Regions from separate parts of the Gossypium hirsutum genome. Here region 2 is linked to region 1. The links are chromatin contacts, called in public Hi-C maps. All regions are on one chromosome and are shown on one strand. The core of a region is the stretch at or near the end of the contact, and the rest is flanking DNA. Distances in the headings are between cores, read along the strand shown.

Evidence for each region. Hi-C and Micro-C count contacts between places; a contact is called where the count stands out from the background.
Region 2: a contact with region 1 is called in a Hi-C map of leaf, with 1.9 times the contacts expected there. The contact joins the promoter of LOC107963595 here to the promoter of LOC107898581 in region 1. A contact is called at or near these places in 5 of 34 Hi-C or Micro-C datasets (callus, fibers and leaf).

Annotation. Positions count from the first base shown.
Region 1 is chrA11:47,110,052-47,117,379 of Gossypium_hirsutum_v2.1, forward strand. It overlaps LOC107898581 (annexin D2), which reads left to right and starts at 4,258. Exons shown (of 5, transcript XM_016824087.2): 1 at 4,258-4,615; 2 at 5,308-5,453; 3 at 5,646-5,864; 4 at 5,959-6,171; 5 at 6,464-6,949. The coding sequence starts at 4,540. The coding sequence ends at 6,760. It overlaps LOC107898573 (a long non-coding RNA gene), which reads left to right. Exons shown (of 2, transcript XR_001684450.2): 2 at 86-1,744.
Region 2 is chrA11:47,259,104-47,266,431 of Gossypium_hirsutum_v2.1, forward strand. LOC107963595 (dirigent protein 22) reads right to left here and starts at 2,657. Exons shown (of 1, transcript XM_016900045.2): 1 at 1,987-2,657. The coding sequence starts at 2,615. The coding sequence ends at 2,046. LOC121209875 reads right to left here and starts at 4,203. Exons shown (of 2, transcript XM_041081732.1): 1 at 4,013-4,203; 2 at 3,463-3,881. The coding sequence starts at 4,067. The coding sequence ends at 3,604.

The DNA of each region.
Region 1 (7,328 bases), core at 3,008-5,507:
ATCCATTTTGTAAAAGTTATTTTGTTTAAGAATCTTTTTCTTCTTCCTTTTTTTATGTTTTTTTAAGTTGTAATTATGTTTACAGATTGGCTCATCCAGGAGGACCTATTTAAGTACTCTTTTATTCATCCCTTCATCTGTTCAGTAAGATTGGCTGTCAATAATGCTTAAAGCTACTGTCTTTCAAAGTACTCTTTTATTCATTTCTTTTTCTTCTCTACTTTTGATCTGTTTAAGTTTTCTTTAATATGATTTTTTTTTGAATTTTTGCTTAATTTTGCATTACAGACCTGATCTAGTTCATAGAAAAATTATTTGTGTGCTAAAATTTGACCCTTTTTTTTTAGCTAGTTTGTCAAATGAACTCTAATGCTCTGTTTGTTTCTGGGTTTTGCATTATTAAGCTTTTTTTTTATGCTTTATTAAAATGAATGTGCTGTTCAGAATAAAAAAATGTTAATTATTGATAATAGTTGTTAAGAATGCTCAATTTTAAGTATGAAATTGCTGCACTGAATCTACTTAAATTTGTCAAGGAGATGAACTACTACTGGTTGAAATAATGGGGAATTATGGGAGGTTAAATGCCAAACATTGGTTTCTGTCCAAATGCTGAAATTTTAGTATTTAATTTCCCTGTTTAAAGATGTTTTAAACTTGCTAAAAATGCAACAATTGCATATGCTATTTACTTAATTAAATAAATGGTAGCGAGTTCTTTACATTTTCTTCCTTGGTTGTTTTGTTGGATCTTTATGCTGGTATGAGTGATGGAATTTTGATGAAATTTCTAGCTGTTGAAAGATCTGTTGATTTAATATACCGCCTTATGGTTGTTTATTGTTGTTCAAAGCATGATGAAATAAACGTGTCAGGTGTTGCTTAATATATTAGAAAAGATATGGGTTTCATTGATATTGTGTTTCAATGGTCTCTTGAAGATATATTCAACGATAATCTTTATAAGGATCAGATGGGTTTGCCTTGTTCTCCATCATAATCATCATCATCACCCTTGAATCTTTGGTTTTCTTTTTTTGTTAGATCTTATTTATGGGTTTTCTTTGCAGCTTTTGGAATATCCATTTTTATGGAAGTTGAAAATGATTGCTCTTATACTTAAAAATAATTGTGGCAGTAAACTGGAATAAACTTTCTTTGTGTGTGTGTGTTGCAGCCCTGGCCCATTTTTCATTCTATATTGTGAACGTCTTGCTTTTAGCTGGTCATTGGTAGATAGTTACGTAAGTAGTGAATCGTGTATAAGACTTGTGAAATTTTTGCTAACAAGGGAATTAGGAACTAATAGCAGCTAAAACACAATAACTTGTTATTTTCTTGCTATCAAACTCTTTTAAAATATCGTCAGTCATTTTACTCCTTTAGCAGCCTATTATTGCCAAAGCCAAAATCTGCTCGTAAAAACAAAGCAGCAGTTGATTAGCTCCCTTTTCCCTCGCTTGCATCATGTTCCCCATTTATATATACCAAATTTTGACTGCAATTCATGAGGCCTCCATTGCTAGTTCTTCTTCGAGGGGTTTATACAGATACAAGAAAAGGACAAGAAGAAAAAAAAATGAAGTCTATTGATACAATAGTTTCTCTTGTTGTAGTTAATTTGAACTATATATATATGTATGTAATTTGTGTAATATATTGTTCCACTTTTGACCCATTTTTCATTTTAGGGTGGTAATCGTTGAACCAGTTCTATTTTTTATATGTTTTAAACAATTTAACATTTTACTCTCCAATCATCGTGTTACTCTCCAAACTTTGGTTGATTTCAATTTATGACAGTCAATATTCTAGCTTAATAATTAAGTATTATTATATATTTAATTTGATTTATTTATTTATAAATAAATCATTGCAATATATGTAAAAATAATTTAAAATATAAATTTATTAATTAATAATGTAAAAATAGCTTTTCCAGAAAATATTTTTAGGAAATTTACCAAACAACAGAAAATATTTTACACAGATTCATCCAAACACCAGAAAAATAAATCATTTTCAGAAAAGTAAATCATTTTCCAGAAATCATTTTTCGAAAAATATTTTACTAGCAAACAAACGGAGCCTAAGTTATAAATAATTTTCTATTTAAATTCTTTATACTTTATATATGCTTAGAGTATAAGATTACTAATATTACAAGATACTATCATCAACTTGGTTAACAATTTCAAGTTGATTTAAGTAAAGGAAATTGAATATTTTTACTTAAAATATAAAAAAAATAACATTTTCCAGAAGAAAATGAAAAAAAAGTGGGTAAGTTGAAGGATTAAAATATAATTAATCCATTTAATTAATAACTAAAAAGAAAAAGGGTTTCAGCTACCAGAACCAGTTGTCCTGTTTGTAGATGATGTAGCACATGGGCCACGCTGCTAACCATTTCACAAATGACTAATGGAGGGGAGTAAGTATAGGAAGATGAAGTAGCAAAGGAATAATAATATTTAAAATACATGAGCTGATCCCCATCTTCGATTTTTAGTATTGTATAAAAAAAATAATATGTTAATAAAATGTTTATTATTACACCAAACATTCGATTGACGAATAAGTGTACTGTATCTAGCATCTAAATTAGGATTTCATTCAAATCATTCAATTAAAATTCTAATATTTATGTGATTTAAACATCAAAGTTTTATTTTACTAAAAATAATAATATATTGATATATTATTTTATAAATTTTAATCATTATACAATTCACGAAATTAAAATTTTCCCATTTTCATTTAATATAAAAGATTTATATTATATTTTTTAAATTTTATTTGTAGAATTAAAAAAATAATGATATTTTTAAAGGTTAAAATATGTCATAAGTTCTTGTGTTTTTTATAAGTTTAGAATTTAATCATTATACTTTTATTTCTAAGAATTTAGTCTTTTTACTTTTTAGATTTCAAAATTTAAGATAATTGTTAAAATTATTTAAATTCATTACAACGTCATTCTTTTAATTATATTGCTACAAAGTGATTTTTTTTAATTTTAAAATGTCATCAACAAATTTAACCAAAATAATTTAACAATGTTAATATTAGACCTTAATTTTGAAAATTGAAAAATAAAAAGACTAATTTTTAAATTGATTCTTAAACACAAATCCGGATGTTGACTAACATTTTTCTTTTATTTTTATTAAAGACAATAAATGCGTTGGGTAAATTATTAAAATAATCATTTTTATTTCTCTCATGTTATATTTTAGTTATTTATATTTGAAATATTATATTTTAGTCATTTACGTTATTGTGTTGTAACATTTTAGTCATCGAGCATTAATTTCCGTTAACAGTGTAACAATAAGCTGAGGTGGCACATTAAATTATCATTTGAAACGAAAATTTTAGGTTAAATTATACAATTGGTCTTTATATTTTTTCCGTTTTGAGCAATTTAATTTTTTTCCTTTTATGTTAAAGGAGATGAAGAATGGAGGAAAATAGAAGGAGAAGCAGAAGAGAATGAAAAATAAAAAACATAAAATAATTTTTTGTGCTCAAAAACAAAAAAAATATATGGGAATCAATTGTTTAATTTAACTTAAAATTTTTGTTTGAAATGATGATTTAAAGTGCCACATCAGCTTACCGTTACACCGTTAATGATAATTAACGGTTTAGTGTCTAAAATGTTACAACACGTTAATGTAAATGACTAAAACGTAACATTTTAAATATAAATAATAAAAATATAATTTAAAGAAACAAAAATAACTGTTTTAATAGTTTACTTAATAAGTTAATTATTCTTATATAGTGAGTTGTATAGAAATGTTTAGAATTTTAAAGAGTTTAATCTATGATCTAGTTTTTAAAATATTTTAATTAAATTTTAAAAATATTAATATTACAAAAATTCCCTTTCATTAAGTTTGTCATTTAATATCATCTTAAACTCAACATGGAGCATACATATGATAAAATTGTTAGCAAGTATATACCTATTAGATGAATAATTTAGAATTTACATGTTAAAGAAAAAATAGCTCTCTTAAATTTTGTTGATGTTGTCTACTTTAATATATTAGATTCATGCTATTCATGTGATGGGTACATATACTTTACAATTTAACTCAAACGTATTTTAAGTATGTTTGACATTATATTCGAATTGCTATTAAACACCTAAATTGAGGATTAGATTGAAATATTTTAAAATTTAGAATTTAAATGAAGTTTGGTGACGATTACATTATCAGATGTGAACGTTTGAAAACGTGAGCAGTTTGGCTTTAACACCCAACAATCCTCCAACACGTCTACTGTTTTATGATCACAGGTAAGAACCATCGCTCTATTACAATAATATCTTGTTCTGTCGTTACGTATTATTGCCTCAAAAGTGATGAAAGTTGAAAAGAATGGCGGAAATTTCCATGTGATTAGTACTTTATTTTTTGCCAATAAAATTATTTTCTATGCACTATATAAAGTACCTTAGCCAATTTTCCTCATCACCATCGTCTGCTATTCTTCACAAAAAAGAAAAGAAAAAATACAGTGAAAATGGCAACCCTTAAGGTTCCAGCTCATGTACCTGCCCCTTCTGAGGATGCTGAGCAACTTCGTAAAGCTTTTGAAGGTCTTTCTTTATCTTTTCTAAAATGGATATTTGATCCGTCTCTCTTTTTTTTTCTTTTAAAAAGTGAAGATGCTCCCTTTTACTTGATTTGTTGTTGTTGACCTGATACATTGTTTTGGATCATGGGTTTTATTTACTTTGACTGATCGGCTCTCTTCTTTCCTGGTTTCATCTTTCATGTTTTGTTATCTGTCTTTTGTGTTATGATTTCTGGAAGTAGGTGATGTGATTTGATGAGACTAAAGGGTTTTTTTTTTCTTCTTATTCAAAGGGATCTTTTTTTTTTTAAAAAAATTCTAAGAATGAAATTTGACTGAACTCTGATAATGTATTTTCTGATCTGATCTGATAACTGTTGTTTTCTTAAACTGACTGTATTTTATCACCATCTCTGCACTTTGAATGACCATTGTAATTTTGGGATTACATGGGAAGGGGATTGTTGAACCAAACATTTCTGAATGAATTTTGGCTTGATTTGAAGTAAGGTTAGAAGGGTACTTGGGACTTGGATTATATTCCTAGTTTCATCAGATTCACCTTTGCGAAACAAATCATTGGGATCTTGTATAGTAATCTAGCTTTTGTTTGCTGCAAGACCATCATTTATGGGTATGAAATAATGTTTAGATTTGTGCTATTTTGGGTGTAAAAATTGATTACTCACATTAATTTTTGCTGGTGTTTTGCAGGATGGGGTACAAATGAGCAATTGATTATCGACATATTGGCTCACAGGAATGCAGCTCAGCGCAATTTGATTCGTAAAACTTATCGTGAAGCTTATGGGGAAGATCTCCTTAAGTCTTTGGATGAGGAACTTTCAAGTGACTTTGAGGTGAGGTTTTGACTTTCATTTTTCTTAATCTGGTTGATGATATCACAACATTTTACATGGCCGAGTTATCTAATATGGAATAAGTATGATGATGTTTGGCTTTGGCGTGCAGTCTTTGTAGTTCACTAGAAAGTGAGATGAGTATGATTATTTTGACTTGGGTACTTTTGTTCCCCTTTTGAAACTCGACAGCGAGCTGTGGTGCTGTTTACTTTGGACCCTGCAGAGCGTGATGCATTTCTGGCTCATGAAGCTACAAAGAGGTTCACATCAAGCCATTGGGTTCTCATGGAAATTGCTTGCACTAGGTCTTCACATGAACTGTTCAATGTGAGGAAGGCGTATCACGATCTTTACAAGAAATCCCTTGAAGAAGATGTTGCACACCATACCAAGGGAGGCTACCGCAAGGTTCGGTCTTAAGTTTCTTTGCCATGTGCAATTCGGGTTTTTCCCCCCTTTTATTTTTTTCTTTGACATGTTAACTGATTAAATGCTGGTGCAGCTTTTGGATCCACTTGTTAGTGCATTCCGATACCAGGGAGAGGAGGTGAACATGACACTGGCAAGGTCGGAGGCAAAGATACTTCGAGAGAAGATCTCAGACAAGCAGTACAGTGATGAGGAGGTCATCAGGATTGTAACAACACGGAGTAAGGCACAGTTAAATGCTACTCTGAATCATTACAATACTGCATTTGGGAATGCTATCAACAAGGTATATATTTTGGTTTTCTTCTGAAATTGCATTAAAGTTTAAATTTGTATCATTTATCAGCCTCCTTGCAATAATGTGAAGACAGGGTTGTTCATCATATCCTTTTAACCCCATAACAGTGGCAGTAAAGGAAACTCCGAAGGAAGACTCTTTTTAACAAGTAGCTGAGCATAAGCAGATGCCATGGTCTAATTCAATGTCACTATGTATTGGCAGAATAGAGTTGCAAGTTGCAGAGTACAATTATATGGCATATATTAATTCAAACCGATAATGAATTACTGGTTTGCAGGATTTGAAGGCCGACCCCGAAGACGAATTCCTGAAATTGCTGAGAGCTGCAATCAAGTGCCTGACTGTGCCTGAGAAATATTTTGAGAAGGTGCTACGTCAAGCAATCAATAAGCTGGGAACAGATGAATGGGCTCTTACTAGAGTGGTCGCCACTCGGGCGGAGGTAGACATGGTACGTATTAAGGAGGAATATCAGCGAAGAAACAGTGTGACCCTGGAAAAAGCGATTGCTGGAGATACCTCTGGAGACTATGAGAAAATGCTGCTTGCGTTGATTGGAGCTGGAGACGTCTGAGCTGCTTTCCTATGTTGAGTTGTTGGTATGAAAATTTAATTTGCAATTTGAGGTGTGAGTTATGTTTGTTTGGTTGTGGGTTGTGTGAACATGGCTTTTGTATGCCGCTGCTTCCGTGTTAGAACGTTCAAGATGATGTGTTTGTAGATATATTTCCCAATAATACGAGAGTTAGGTATTGCTGCGGTACTTGATTAGTATCAGATATGTTAATGTCGAGTTAGTCGAACTAATTTTTAAAAAAAAGAAAAAGAAAAAGAAAAAGGGATAAAGTGAGCACTTCAAGGAAAAAGAAAAAGATGTGTTATGGTAATAATTTAGGATGGTTGTCAAACGTTACATGATGCGATTTTTGAAGCATGAACACGGATACGGACAATTGAAAATTTTTTTATGTATAAATATATAATAATTTTTATTATAAATAAATGGGTGTTTAAAAATAATAATAAATAATAAAATACTAAGTAATTATAATAATATATTATTTTATTATTCTATTTTAAGGTAAATTAAATTTTATTCTAAGATTTACCTTATTTAAATAAAATAACTTTAATAAATAAAA
Region 2 (7,328 bases), core at 1,407-3,906, 150 kb after region 1:
TACTGCTAGTGTTGAATTGTTCTACTACAAAGCATGACATATTGCATTGTATGGGGTGGGACGATATGTATGGAGGAAGATTGATGATTTATTTGTAAAATTGCTATGCACTCACAATCCAGTGGTAGTAGTTTTCCTTTAACTGCTAATATGTTGTGCATCCACAACCTAGTGGTAGCTTTTACAGACAATTATGTTGTGCATCCACAGTCCAGTGGCAAATTTTATCTGCGAATTTTGTTGTGTACCACAACCTAGTGGAAAATTTTATTTGCGATTTTTCTGTGTATTCATAGCTCATTGGTTGATTTTATCTACGAATTTTGCTATGTATCCACAGCCCAGTGGTGAATTTTTTTACAAACCAGTGGTGGTTAAACCACAACCCAGAGTATAAGAATGTTTGAGTTTAGGGGAACTCTGAATGAGGTGTATAGCGGATTTGGGTATGACCTATTTTTTGATAAATTGAAATTGCATTGCATTCATAAGCATTTACATTTCTGCGAATATTGTGATGTCATATTGATGAGTTGATTTGAAATACCAATATTCTAAATTGCTATACAATTGTGTTTTATTCTATGAGTTGTTATTTTGTATGATTTGTCTATCATTTGCATCGATTTTCTTGTGATTAGACTCATACTGAGCTTCATAAGCTAACTCCCCCTTTTTATTTTTATCTTTACAAATAACTCACCAGGTTAGGATACAAACTCGGCATATGGAGGACTCGGCCCATATTTTTTGAAAGAAATATTTTAGATTTATTATTTGAAATTTCTGTTATCTTAGGAAATGTATCCCTTAATCTAAAATGTGGCAGGAGTTTTGATTTTATATAACATGCATGACATTTAATTGTTTTTTTAAATGTTAAAATATAGATTTTAATTAATTATGTGTTAAATAGAGATTTTATTAAAATTATGAAAATATCACTTTTCTGCTGCTAGATTATAAATAAATTTTGAAATATTGATTGAATTAGAAATTAATTAAAATTTTCTTCTAGAGATAACGAAAGTTTAAATATGATTGTTTTGTAAAATTGCGATTTTTCTAGGCTATTTCGGTGGCCGATGTAATCTCATGAATTCGAGTCTAACGTCTAGGCCAGGTTGGAGAGGTTGCAAATATTAAGCCTGCCATAAAGAAATTGTGTCAGCATTACTGTTTCTTTATTCCTCCAAATATTTTTTTTCTTCAACTTAAGGGTGCAAATAATGAGAATATGAACTTTAAAAATCCTCTAAATATATTGAAAATGTTTAAAAATTTAACCATACCACTATCGAATGCATACCCACATTACACTTGCACTCGAGTTTAACTAACATAGATTTCTTTCCCTTCTAATCAAGACAAGATTCTTTTTCATGCTTAAATCTTCAATGGTACCAATTAAAAAAAAACTTCTAGTCACTCTCAATTTTGAAATTGAGCAAATTAGTCCCTCTCAAAAAAATTGAAGTAATTTAATCCTTGTCAATTCCGAAATTGAGTAACAAAAGATAATTAATCACGGTGTTAATGTCTTGCATCAATTGTATATAATTTGGATTGGTATAGTAACAAATTTAGCTTTCAATATTTATATATTTTGTCATTTTAACATTAATTCTAAAAAAATAAACAAATTCAGCCTGAATATTTATATGTTTACACAATTGTTGCAAGATAAATTTGTTAAATTAAGACCAAATTGACATAATGTGTAAACTTTAATAGCTAAATTTATTATTATACCAATTAAAATCATGTACAATTGATAGAGATTAAATTACTTTAATTTTTTTTAAATAGACCAATTTGCTTAATTCTAAAATTGAGAGGGACTGAAGTTTTTTTACCAGAAAAAAATGTAAATTTTCGGAAACTGGAAGCATTAAGATGGCAGGCAACAGTTTGCAGAAAACAACAATGAATATATTATGTAACAACCTTTTCTGATTTTATAAATAATCAATAAAAGATTGGAGAAGCAACAAATAAACATAACCTATGAGAGATGAGTGCTCACGTCACATGGTCAATTCAACTTAATAATGTGCTACATAGACATTGTACTCCACAGTAGCATCTCCAGTATTATAATCAAACCAAATTGTATGTGCCAATGCATAGCCCCTACCAAACCTAAACACCCCGCTACCTCCAACAATTGGCATTTCCCTCACATCATCAAAAACCGGATTCCTCCCAACAACACTGATACTGCTACCATTGTAAGTTCCTTCAATGAAGGCTAAATTCATAACCATTAGCAATGAAGCATCTTCTTGTGCAGCAAGGGCATACATCCCTTGAGCTCTTCCAACCAGCTTTGAGCTGATTTCAGGCCCTTCTGTCAATGCATCATCCATCATCATGGTGGCTCCAAATCCATAGGCGCTGCTGTTTGGTGGCCCTGCAATTTTCACAGCACTGGGTTTTTTCCCACTAATGACAACATGGAAGTAAAAGTGGAGGTGGGATCTCTTTTCTACACGCTTTATCGCTATACCTTCACTGATTTCCTCACAAAAGATGCCACTAACAGTGCTGTAGAAGGTTGAGAAGGTAATGTAATAGAGGGTGAAGAGAAGGTAAATCGAAAAGATAGTGGCCATTTTGGATTGCTCTTGAATGAGGAGGTTGTTTTAAGGATTGCACAATGGGAAAGTGTCATGTTCTTTCTTCAATCAAAAGGAGATTTCGCCTTTTTATAGGAGGTAGCAGCATGGTTGCAGCAAAAGCATCACAAAACCTCATCTACTATACCATGAATTACATTTTAGCCTCTCTACTGAAAAAATGGACAAATTAATCCTTGTACATAAGGTAAGTGAGCAGAACAGACCATCCGTTAAAATTTTGTGTTTATATATAAGGTATAATAACAAATTTATCCCTCAATCTTTACACATTTATTCAATTTGACCCAACTCTTTTATTGGAAATAAATTAGAAAATTTTAAAATTAATAAGACTAAAGGGTCAAAAAGGCCTTAGTAATAGCTAATTATATGTTATACATAAACACCAAAATTTAACGATGTAACATGCATGGACTAATTTGTACATATTTTCAGTAGAAGAGTTAAAAATGCAATTCTAGTATAGTATAGTATAGAAGAATTTACCCATGATTGCTGTGTTTTGAAGAATGTTTATGCTTTTACGATAACATATCCCGGAGGAAAAGCAACGATACTCCTTTTACTAATAGCTAATTATGGTCTTTGTTGTTTTCAAATAGCTAATTATGCACTATGTTGTTTCAAACATCAATCTCAAGTTTGCAGGTGATGCTTGGAGACAATGTCTTGCCATATTATTCATTAGGAATTTTAGAAGGAATTGCATCAAAATAAATAATTTAAGGAGACAACATCTATGTTGGTTGGTTAGTGCCTGAACCAAATTTCTTGGTTATTCTGATCAGAGCTGCATGCATTATGATTATTAGTCTCAAAGAAAGCAGCAACATCAACTCTAAACTTAGAAAAATAATCTTTTACGACGCTCACAAATTTCGGGTTCGCGCAACCTTGACAGTTCCAAACAAATAAATTCGGCATCATAATATATAAAAATAAAAGAAGAACCCATCCCTTTTCAAACATCCAAATTGGACACATTTTTAACTGTAAAATTATCCTCATTCTTGCTGCCTAACTCCTCTTTCGAAACTCCATCATCAAGTCTGTTAACCACCAAATTCACTGCTTTAGCTATAGGAATTCGATTCTGTGCCCGAGACTTAAATTTACTCCCTTCTCCTTTCGTCAGGTTTGTCGAAATTTTAAGACTTTTCTTCTTACCCATTTTCGAAGAGTGTCGCCCAGAAGGGTGATTTTCCAACTTCCTCAAAATGTTACCCACTTCATCTGAAACTGTAGTAGAATTGGGATTTTATTCTCAATAAACTTAACCACTGTGTGGTCATTTGGGTTTAGGGTAGTAACACCTACTTTTTCTACCAAAACGGGACGTCCACAATGCTTTAAAGAAACAGAAGAGACACCAGAATTTCCTTCCACCACCGCTTGCGACAGAATATCACTCGAGTGCCCCCGCATCTTTGCTTGAGGAGACCATCAAAAGGGCTGACTTCATTCAAGGACCCAGCAAAAGAACCTGTCTCCATCAAGACAGGACTAGAAAAACTCGGGCCTATTGTCTTGGATTGCTTCTCGGCTTGGACACCAACTTCACCATTTTTGACGCTCAGTCCAGACCCATTAATCAAAACAGGCCCCAAGCCCGAACTGGAGAAATTCACTCCCAAATTCAAAACAGCTTTGTGCATGGGAGATCCTCTCCCAAAGGATTATTATACATGGAAATTTATTTTCCTTGTAAGCTAGCAAAATTAATGGGATTAGATTCCCTATTTCTCTCATTATTTTTCCTTAAAATTTGTAATAGATTGAATTTAGATCCCGAAGAATCCGCCCGCTTCCCGATCAACATTCTACTTCTGGTCAGTCCTCTTACTCCGGCGATCAACTAACATCCAAGGTGCAAAATTTCCACTTTCAACATCCCTATTTGTTGAAGATGATTCTCCAATAACCACAGAAGATTGTATTCCTTCACCATTCTGTTCTTCCTGTCCCAATCCAGCATTACACATATCTTTCAAATGCCCGTAGCATCCACATGAAAAACAAACATTTGGAAGTGATTCATACTCAACCCGTTGAATACGTCCACATCCACTTTTATTTTAGAGATCATAGGTTTATTAATGTCCAGGATGACAGCCATCCTAACAAATCAGCTTCTTTGTGCACTACCCATTTAATCATCCAGTTTTATGACACTTACTACCATTTCACCCATCTTTGTTAAAATACTCTTACGGTACATGAAACCCGGGATAACCGGAAAACGAGTCCAAGCTACCACATTTGACAGATAAGGCTAAGAAGTAAAAAAATATTGTGACCATGGTTAAACCGTTAGGTATTGCCCAAACACCATCCATGGTCCTTCCATAAGGGCCCTAACATAATCTACTTCCTAATGAAATTTCACTAGAGAATAATCATTTTCTAAATCCATAACACTGACGGGGGTGGAGGGTTTCTAGAGACGATAAATTCTATTAGACAGAGTCTGAATTCCAATTTTCTGACCCAATAACTTGACAACAATAGTTCTAGCCATACTTTTGTGTAAAACTTGGTGAACCCGCTCAGAGAACCTTATCGACAAGTAAACCATCTTCTGTTCTAATGGAAACATCACTCTCCAGTAACTGCAAGTGGTTCTTCTCACTTCCTTGCACAACCTTTCCCAATGATTTCAAAGAACCAACTAATATATCTTTGAAAAACAGTCTCTCATTAGGCTTTTCCTCAAGTCCTTTGGGAGTTTCCGTATCCTCCATAACCATTACCTGCTCCTCCTCAATACTAGACTGGTCACATCTATACGAACCTTCCTAGTAGCCTTATCCTCCACCATGGCTGACGGAGAAAGAGAAGGAGAAGCACTAGACATCGAGAGCGTTTTTCAAAGCCTTCTATTGTTACGATTTATTTTGAATTTTAAATTTTAATTGAATTGCCTTTTTTTATTATGATTTATTTTGAATTTTAAATTTTATTACGTTTTTCAAATTTTTTTATCACTTTAATCTTTTAACTTTTAACTTTTAATTGAATTACTTTTTGAATGAAAAATTTGATCAAACTATTAAAAACAACCCATTGATTTGATAGCCTATATGGCAATAATGGTAATCCATGTGATTGACATGGATAACTTTTTTTTTAAATAAATCTTTTGAATTTTGAATTTTTTAAAATTCTTTTAAAATATGTTAAGATTATGCAGCAAGACAAAATTTGACATATTTCATTAAATATATTTAAAAATATAAAAATTAAAAATAAAAAAATTATAAAAATAAATAAAAGTAAAAAATATATAAAATTATATATATAATATCTACAATTTTATATACTTCAGTTATCACTTACCTCCTCAATCCATTTTTCCACTTTAGTTTGCATTTCAAAATACTTACCTATCATCAACAATGGACAAAAAGATGCAAACTTTAGTATCAATACCTATATGGTTTTCTTGAAAATTTTGTTAAGTGATCCTAATGCATGTTTAATTATTATTTTAAGGTTATTTAAAGTATGTTTGGCATGTTTTAATGATGGTTGATATATGTTTGACTAAAAATTTATAAGATCACTGATAAAGAAGATGATTTCTTAATAATGTGACAATTTACTATTAGGATGACATGAGACAGTAGTGTGGCATCCTGATATTTGGGCTTAGCTACCCGGCCGAGATAGGGTGTTACGAGTTCCCCAGAACTCGTCTATCCGTACACACCAAAATAATATTTTACGGATGAATCGCCAGTAGATTTGCAGATGAATTGCTAGTAGATATGCGGATAAATCGCAAGTAGAACTTCCTCCTTTAATACAAGCATGTCATATTGTATTGCATGGGGGTGAGACGATTAAAAGGAGGAAATATTGGTAGTTTAATGACCTGCAAAAACTAGTTGTTCATCCACAACCTATTGGCATATTATCTACAAACTTTTTAATTGAAAATACTGGTAGTTCATCCGCAATTTTTACTGGCAGTTTATCTGTACATTATTAGTGGTTCATCCGCAAAACAAAGTGTTGGGATGGAAGAGTTCTAAGGAACTCTTACAGTAGAATGTAGCGGAGTATGGGTAGGAATTTTCTTGTTATACTTGCATTGCATTGACATTCAAAAACATGCTCAAATGAACTGTTGAATTTTGATTTGCTATACAAATGTGGTTGTTCTAAGAACTATTATAATGTATGCTTCATCTATTGTTTTGCACTGATTGCTTGTGATTGGACACACACTGAGCTTTTTAAGCTCACCCCTTTAATTTCCATCTTTACAGATAACCCACAAGGTTAGGACGCCGACTCGACAATCGAAAGGCTAGACTCGATTTAGTTTTATAAAAGTATTTTAGGCTTACTATTTATAATTTTTGTATTATTTGGAAGCTGTATTGTTTTATTTGAACTGTGGCATGTGATTTTTAATTTGGGATTTATTGTGACACCCCTAAAGTGACCCTAGTCGGAAAGCGGTTTTGGGACCCCTAAACCGAGTCACCAAATTATTTGAATATGATATTTATTGTCTAAAATATGTGAATATGAATGTGTGAAAGTTTTAAGCTTCGATTTAGTAAATTGCATGTGAATTTAGTCAATAGGACTTATGTGTGACACTTTTGAAATGTGATAGGTCAAAACATAAGGATCTATTAGTGCATGTAATAAAAAGGGTGGACTTGCATGTCAATT